Regions from separate parts of the Ovis aries genome. Here all the other regions are linked to region 3. The links are chromatin contacts, called in public Hi-C maps. All regions are on one chromosome and are shown on one strand. The core of a region is the stretch at or near the end of the contact, and the rest is flanking DNA. Distances in the headings are between cores, read along the strand shown.

Evidence for each region. A called contact is a pair of places that touch in the nucleus more often than the background predicts.
Region 1: a contact with region 3 is called in a Hi-C map of tail adipose tissue, with 5 times the contacts expected there. The contact joins the promoter of LOC105605551 here to the enhancer-like site in region 3. A contact is called at or near these places in 12 of 16 Hi-C or Micro-C datasets (blood, hypothalamus, liver and 5 more).
Region 2: a Hi-C map of blood shows a contact between it and region 3, with 4 times the contacts expected there. The contact joins the promoter of S100A9 here to the enhancer-like site in region 3. A contact is called at or near these places in 8 of 16 Hi-C or Micro-C datasets (blood, hypothalamus, liver and 3 more).

The regions. Positions count from the first base shown.
Region 1 is chr1:103,780,519-103,783,218 of ARS-UI_Ramb_v3.0, forward strand. LOC105605551 (protein S100-A15A) reads right to left here and starts at 1,270. Exons shown (of 3, transcript XM_042254059.2): 1 at 1,103-1,270.
Region 2 is chr1:103,734,246-103,736,945 of ARS-UI_Ramb_v3.0, forward strand. It overlaps S100A9 (S100 calcium binding protein A9), which reads left to right and starts at 1,421. Exons shown (of 3, transcript XM_012181723.3): 1 at 1,421-1,449; 2 at 1,732-1,955. The coding sequence starts at 1,806.
Region 3 is chr1:103,962,054-103,964,753 of ARS-UI_Ramb_v3.0, forward strand. No RefSeq gene overlaps it. Among named protein-coding and RNA genes, the nearest start is that of S100A6, 31 kb to the right of the region's middle. Within about 2 kb of position 1,443, at least 7 of the 54 cell types and tissues checked have an H3K27ac peak or open chromatin away from gene starts, as enhancers often do.

The DNA of each region.
Region 1 (2,700 bases), core at 20-2,519, 180 kb before region 3:
CAAACTTGGCTCAGCCTCCCTGCCCTGCAGGAAACTGCCACAAACTCAGGACAGGGCTCTGTCCCTTCCCTGAGCCAGCAGCCTCCCAGGAGACAGGATCTGTGTCCTGTCCCACCCCCAACCATGCCCTCAGTTTAGGAGCCCTCAAAATCGAGAAATCAAGGAGCCCTCGAAATCAAGAATGAGAAGAAATTAGACTCTTGGAAGCAAGATGACATATCCCAATGGAAATATTTTTAAACCCCTTGAGAAGGCAAGATACCCACTACCATAAACTATTTTGTAACACAAACAAAATATTGAGATAATTACCCCACCCAGAACCCCAGACGTGCTCAAATATTGTTTTCCTTTTGGGGTTGAGTACAGACAGCACAGGGCCCCCCATCTTGCTCCCACTCCTGCCCTGACTGGCCCTCTCTGAAGGAGTCTGTGTGCCATCTGCACGCCTCCAGGGCCCCCAGAGTCTCTGTGTGTGGGGCTGTTCAGTCCCCAGTGTCAGGAGCATGCAGGGGTGCTGCAGCCTCTTCCAGTCACCCCAAAGCCCCATCCAGGTGCTCTACATGGGTGAACCAGGTGCCCTCAACCCCCTGCTCCCCACTTCTTTTAGAGACGAGATCCCTGTTTTCAGGAGGCAGGGCTATCCTAGAGCATCAGCTGTCCTCCCTGGATTCTGGGCAGATAAGATTCAGGACAACTGGTTCCAGCTCTTACAGAGCCAGTCAGGCCCTAGGCAAAGCAGTTTATGCACAGGATCCCATGCAGTCCTCTCAATGACCTTATAAAGTAGGCATCACGCCTCTGCCCCATTTTCCGGAGGAGTAAACGAAATCCAAAAGGCCTAAGTGAATTTCCCCAAATCACACAACTGACCATTTGGAGCTGGAATCAGTCAGTGTCTTTGGCGTTATAAGACATGTTTTTGATTTGGAAGTCCTTAACCCTTTTGAGGCCACAGTATGCTATTGGGACATCCATCTACAAGGCACACATCCTCCAAAATGGGTAAGCAACTCCTTTCAGCTTATCCTGGACCTGTGCAGGATATCCTGGACCCACACAACCCAGCCACCCCTGCAGCTCTCTCGGACCAGGCACTGACCTGTTGCTGCTGCTGATCCACAGTCTTGATCTGTGTTTTATCCTAGAGACTCCTCGGTGCTCAGGCTGGAGGCAGTTGTGAGAGCAGGGGCTCCTCTGCCAAGTCCCACATCCTGCCCAGCCTCAGTGCCTCCAATTATGGCAGCCAGTGCTGTGACTCTTAACTGCTTCCTCAGCAGCACAACTGACCCTTAATTGCATTCCTGAGATGACCTCACAGGACACTGCTTTCTGTGATTAACTCAGTCAGTTTCAGGGACCCACCTGCCCTCAGAGCCTGATCTAAAGCGTCTCAGAACCACAGAAGATCATGTTATCCATCTCCCCACCTCAGAGCTCATCATCACAGCTCCAGGGCTCATTCGGGGTCAGACACACAACTTAAATACATCTTTGGGGATGTCCTCCCACAATTAGCAGAACCCCAAACTCCAGAGTCTAGAAGCACAGTCATTCATCCAACAAATATTTCTCAAGCAGTAGGCCCTCTCTAGGCAATAAAGAGTAAGACATGAGGCCAAGTCACAGGGTGGGGATGCTTGGAGAGGACAGAGTCACAGTCAGAGAGCACTGGGAACATTACTAATTTAGTGGCAGAAACAGGGTACCCTGGGCAGCCAAGGAGCACTTCTGCCTGCCTGGAAAGCTGAGGAAGGTTTCCTTGGGAGATGCTATTTGCCATGGCCACTTGAAAATATGGTTGCAAGGAGATGCATGGAGAACCAGGCTCTCCAGACAGAGGAAAAGGCTTTGCCCAGGGGCAAAGACTCGGGTGCATGAGGGAGAGTGGCTTGCTTGGGGGGTGAAGTCCACAGGGCATCCGATGAGCAGTTAGAAGAAACAAGACTGGACAAGGCAGGATGGAGACCAAATGTGAAAGGCCTTGTGTGCCAGGCTAGAGCTGCAGCTTTATCCTGCGCAGAGAAACTAGCTGACGAGGGATTCTTAAATGGGTTAGGTGATGGACGAGAGGTGACAGGAGTAGTAGGGCCACCTTTTTTATAAGGAAGTAACCCACTGCAGAGAGGCAGTGATCTACTCTAAAGGGGTCCTGACGTGTAAGCGTGGCCTCCATTCAGGGGCCATCCAGCTGACAGGTTCTTGAGTGACAGGTGAACTGCCTCACCACCACACTCCCCCACTCCCACCCCCAAGCCTTCTCTCAGCCACCCGCTTCCACTTCTGTCTCACCCATGCATCTTCCATGGGAGGACGCACACAGGCCGATGAGTAAATCTCCCAGAAGGGAGCGCCAAAGGACAGTTAATTAACCAGAGATTGTGTCTTGACATGCCTGAAGATTTGAGAGAAAAATAGATATATTGTTAAAGCAAAATGTTTTTCAGTTTACAGGGTGAGCCTTCATCTGCCCAACTTAATGATTTCCTCAGTAAACAAGTGGCTCATCAATACACTTTTATATTTTGAAAATAGAAGCAGGGCTCAAACTTCTAAACGGTAAAACAATCTGACAATGTCAAGCTGAAGTCACAGAGATATGTTTGATTCAGCCATTCCCTGGGAATTGATTCCCATTCTCCTGGGAATTTATTTTACAAAAGTAATCAGAGAGACGTTTAAAAGCAAAAAATAAGAAAA
Region 2 (2,700 bases), core at 171-2,670, 230 kb before region 3:
CACTGCCAAAACAGGACCCCCAAGTGTGGACTCCCTTCAGTTTCAATGCCCCGTCCAGCTGCTCACTCCACCAACCACGGACCCTCCTTTCCTCCCACCCAGTCACTTCCATCCTAACCAACACTGCATGGTCCCAGCCAACATCTCTGCAGAAAGTCCCCGGGCAACAAACAGGCCTGTGTGTATTTCACACTCATTCATTTCCCCATTCCTGCGCTTATTTATCCAACAACTGTTCATTCTGCACCTACCTACCTAGCAGGCTCTTGCTCCATCCTGGAACCGCAGAGGTGATTTAGGCCACACCCCTGGCTCGGGGAGCCTCGGCAGAGTGGAGGAGAGAGACCTGAAAGACAAGAACTTCAGGCGTTGGCCTGCAGCCCTGCTTTGTTCAGCACATACCACGTTCCATAGTTAACGTTTTTATTTTCCTTTAAAAGTAGTTGACGAGTCTTATAAGCAAGAGTTTTCACAGAAAAAAAAAAAAAAAAAACAGATTTCCTGAACCTTTGGGAGGTCCATTAAATGATCCACTCTCTCACGCGGCTGCCTTCCCCCGAGGATGAGTAACAGCGGCCCCTCAAGTGAGGAATGCTCTCGTTTGCCACAGTCGCCACCGCTCTCTAGGCTCTCCAACCCTGAGACCCATGTCTGCTGTCACAAGTCGCGCTACTGACGGTGCTCTGGGTGCTCTTCAGCCCCCACTGCTTCACCGCTTGGCCCCAGGTCTCTAGCTCCTGCGAGCTTGGGTCTCGGATCCTTGGTCCAGAGCGAAACATGCCCTGATAGAGGCAGCAGAGGGCGCTGTGGATGCACACACAAGGGGCACCCAGGCGAACTTGCCCCGACGACGGCCTAAAACGGAGATTCCCTAACTGAGGAGGGAACCACGCAGGGCGGCGGCAGGCTGTCCTCTGCACTTTCCATCAGCCCAAACAGTGGAGGCAGACCCCTCGCCCTCTTAAAAGCCAGGCCAGACAGGCGCAGGAAGGCTCAGCCATCCTTGTTGGGCTGCCACACGGGGAGCCAGGGTGGGTTGCCCGCCTCAGGGGTCCTCAGGCCACCACCGGCCCCTGGCTATCACAGGTGGGGAGCGCAACCTCGGTGGCTTCCGAGGGGTCCCAGAGAGGGGCAGCCTGCCTCCCGCCTCACTCAGGGGGGACAGGGGTGTGGGGTGCAGGGGAAGTGGACTAAGCAACTAGCTTCCTCCCAAACCAGCTCCGGGCCAGGGCTGGGGAATTTCACAAAAAGTCAAAAAGAGCTCTGTGAACACTTCCTGTCCTGGCCCAGCCCCCTTCCTGGCAGTGAAACAGCCCAGCCTGGGCTTTCCACATAGGCTCACCTATGAAGCAATCTTCACGCGACAGGGCTGAGTGTCTCGATCAGTGGTGTATAAAAACTGGGCCCGCATCTTGCTGTCAAACCCTTCTGTGCGGCTCCTCGGCTTGGGTAAGTGAGCTGCCAGCTACCCCGGGGCCGGAGCCTGCCCACTGACTCTTCACTCCCCTTACCCATCTTCCTCCTTGATTGACTGCTCACTTTAAAGCTTCCTTCCCTTTTCCTTAGGCCATGCTCTGCTGCAGTCTTCTGTCCTCAAAGGCTCTCTTTTGGGCATTGCCTAGACATTGTATAACCCATTCCTCTCATGTCTGGAACTGGGTCTTCTCCCAGTTCAGTTGCAGTCCCCAATTTCTTTTCATTCTGTATTTTCCTCTTCATTCCTGTGTGCAGACAGTAGGAGGGTCAAAGGAAGCTTGACAGTCTTCTAAGCATCCAACTCCATTGCTCAAACAGAAGGCAGAAAAATGGCGGACCAATTGTCACAAATGGAATCCAGCATAGAAACCATCATCAACATCTTCCACCAGTACTCTATACGGCTAAGGGACCCGGAAACCCTGATCCGGAAAGAACTCAAACAGCTGGTGCAAAAAGAGCTGCCAAACTTTCTCAAGGTAAGGCTGGATTCCTGGCAGACCTGACTCAGTCTGGGCTAAGGATGGAGAATGGGGATGCAGTGTGCAACCATCAAGGAAAATGTTCCTGCCCCTCAACCCAGCCTCCAAAGGCAGTGGGCTCCGTGTTTGGAGCAGGATTTGGACCCTGTCACTAGAGGTGGTCCGCAGTAGGTGGCACCAACAGCCTGAGCTTGTACAGGGTGCTAGGTTCCGTCCCAGGCAGGGCACGTAGTGGCCAACAGGGACCCACTGTCTTGAGGGGAGAGACACGTGGCAAACATGTTGGCCAATCAAGAACACAGATAGATCCACCGCCAATAGAGTGCTGTGGGCAGTGTGGACTGGGCAGGAGAGAGGCAACTCGTTAAATACATGAAGGGTCCCTCCAAGGAGGCGACCTTTGAGCTGAAACCTGAGTGTTGGGAAGGGGCTAGGGGAAGCAAGTGACAGCGACTCTTGGAAGGAAGCTAATGAGCCTGCAAGCATCAGATGAACTTAGAAGACCCAAGAGGACTTTTCTAATCCAAAGGCTCTCTGGTAGGAAACAAATAAACCTCATGTGGGAAGGGACCCAGCCCAGCACCAGTGTGGACAAAGCGCTCCATAACATGTTAGTTTATTTCCCTGATCTGAAAATGATCCGGCAGCTCTAAGAAAAGGAAGATTCATTCCACTGGATCTTTTTGTTTTCTTTCCAAATGTGGTGACTTGGGGGACATAGATGCTGTGCTCAGAAGGCTGG
Region 3 (2,700 bases), core at 193-2,692:
CCTCCAACGCATCATTCAGCCTGTAATGTCACAAGTGTCATCATTTAACTGCCATGAACATTACTGCCTGTCACAAAAACCAAGACCCTACTGCCTAAGTCATGGCCCCAAAGGGCAGCCGACACAAAGGTCACCCTGGCTTGTAGATTCTCCAACTGGTGGGAGCCGGCTCTGCCTGCCTCAATTCTGACTTCAAGAAGGACAAGTTCACAGTGGCTTTATTTGTGAACAGCATGTTCTCCAGAAGCATCCCAACGCAGGTCCAGCCTGCCATCACCAAAGAGCACAACCCATGTCACAAAGACAAACCCATGTCTCGTGTTTGTTAGTCACAGGTCTTACAGTATCACCCAAAACACCACAAACACCAACTCTGACCATTTCACATTTTTCCAGCACTCATCTCCAAAATATTTCAGGCCTTTATATATTTCTCTCAACCAGAATCTATAAATCAAAATACCTGGCAGTCCAGGAATTAAGACTCTGGGCTTCCACTGCACAGGACTCAAATTCGATTCCTGATCGGGGAATTAAGATCCCACGTGCCATTCAGGACAGCCAAAAAATTAAATTTAAAAAAAAAATACAAGAAAGATGTTCATTAAAAATAAAATTTTTTAAAATAAATAAATTGGGACTTCCTTGGCAGTGTAGCGCAGTGGCTAAGACTGCGGGTTTGCTCCCTGGTTGGGGAGCTAAGATCCCACATACCTGAAAGCCAAAAATCCAAAACATAAAACCAGAAGAAATACTGTAACAAATTCAGTAAAGACTTTAAAATACTAAAACCACCTTAAAATAAACGAATAAATAAGTAAAACATCTAACTTGCTTCTGTTGCCTCCCTGTCCACTGCTACCAGTGCCCGGCCCCTGCCCGGCCTGCCCTGCCTCTGTCTCCCCAGTGCCACAGCTGTCCAAAGCCCTCCCCAAGATGCCTGCAAACTGTAGGAGACTTTACATCCTCACGCTGATCTCTGCTCTGGAGACTGTTTTCTGAAACACCTCTATGAGCAACATGTAACAATGATTTACATGTGAAATTTAATCTTTTCCTCAATTTCCACCTAAAACAAAACAAAGACATACAAAGGACCCACGTCTGCTTCCACTAGCTTCCAGCAAACCGCTCCCCACCCTCTTTCCTGTGTGTGTTTGTGTGTGTGTGTGTGTGTGTGTGTGTGTACACACACGCGCACAGGTGCGCTAAGTCACTTCAGTCGTCTCCGACTCTTTGCAACCCCATGGACAGTAGCCCACCAGGCTCCTCTGTTCATGGGATTCTCCAGGCAAGAACACTGACGTGGGTTGCCACGCCCTCCTCCCCCACCCCTCTCTCGGAGTCCCCTAAACGGGAATGACCTCCCTCCTTTTCCCGCTCTCCCAGCTCCTCTTATTAGAGTAACGCTGCTGCCCTCTCCTGGCCGATTTCGGCAAAGGCCCTGGGCAGCTCTGCAGTCCGTCCCCTTTGTCCTGCCTGCTTCTCTGAACTGAGAGGGCTGATGTCCCCACCCCTCACATATACCATTCCCCACAGCTACTGCTCCCAGGAGTCAAGGACACATCCTTACCTTCTTGGCATCAGGCTGGAAGGGCAAGGGAGAGACCCACGGGCCTGCTCTAACCCACCCAGACAGAAGCCTTATCCTTACCATTAGACCAGCGATTCGCGTTCAGGGGCTGTCTCCTGCTCAGAGCAGGACTTGGGTCTCCCCTCTTTAAATTGGGAGCTTCCTGGGGGTCATTCTATGATTGGGGGCTATCCCCTACTTCTCCTGGCTTCCTCAGGCAGGTGAAAGCAAGCTCAAGGAACAGAGCGGCTGCAGGCCAGATCTCCAGCCGCAAACCAGGGTAAACACAGCAGCTGAGCTTCCAGATGGTGAGGACAGACCAGGGTCACCTTGCCCTGAACTTTGCTGAGATAATGAGAATCAAGGTGTGTTGATTTTTTTTTCCCCTTAGATATTAATCCCATTATTAAAGCGCTATTTTAACTTTTTAAAACATAGGTGTTTGCATGAGCTGGATGAATATGTTAAAAAGGAGGAAACACTGGAAAATCCACACACCCTGGGAGTGGATCATGACAGAAGCTCCTCCCTGACCAGTGCTGTGGTTCTCACACCCGTCTCCCATGAAGGCAAGCGATGACCTCACCTCCCCCCAGGGCCCAGGGCCTTCATTACCCGCACGGCCGGTGCTTCCCCCCTACCTACCTTCCATCACCCCCTGCTGTGTCCTTCTAGGTTCCCCAGACAACATCATGGACTGGCCACACAGGCCAGGGCTGACACAGATACTGGGACTCTTAGAGGGCCCTCAGCAAGAAAAATGAAAGGGTTAGTCCCTCAGTCGTGTCCTGCTCTTCGTGACCAGCCTGCCAGACTCCTCTGTCCATGGAATTTTCCAGGCAAGAATACTGGAGTGGGATGCTATTTCCTTCTCCAGGGGAACCTTCCCAACCCAGGGATCGATACCCTATCTCCTGCATTGGCAAGCAGGTTCCTAGCCACTAGCACCACCTGGAAAGCGCTTTAATTTTCCAGTGCCACTTCCTTTTTCATATATTCACCCAACTCATGCAAGCACCTAGATTTTCAAGAGTTAAATCGTTCAGAAAAGCTTTTAATAATAAAAGAAAAAGAGCATTCCCTGCCCTCCTGCAGGTCCTGTCTTCAAATACACATCATTTTAACTG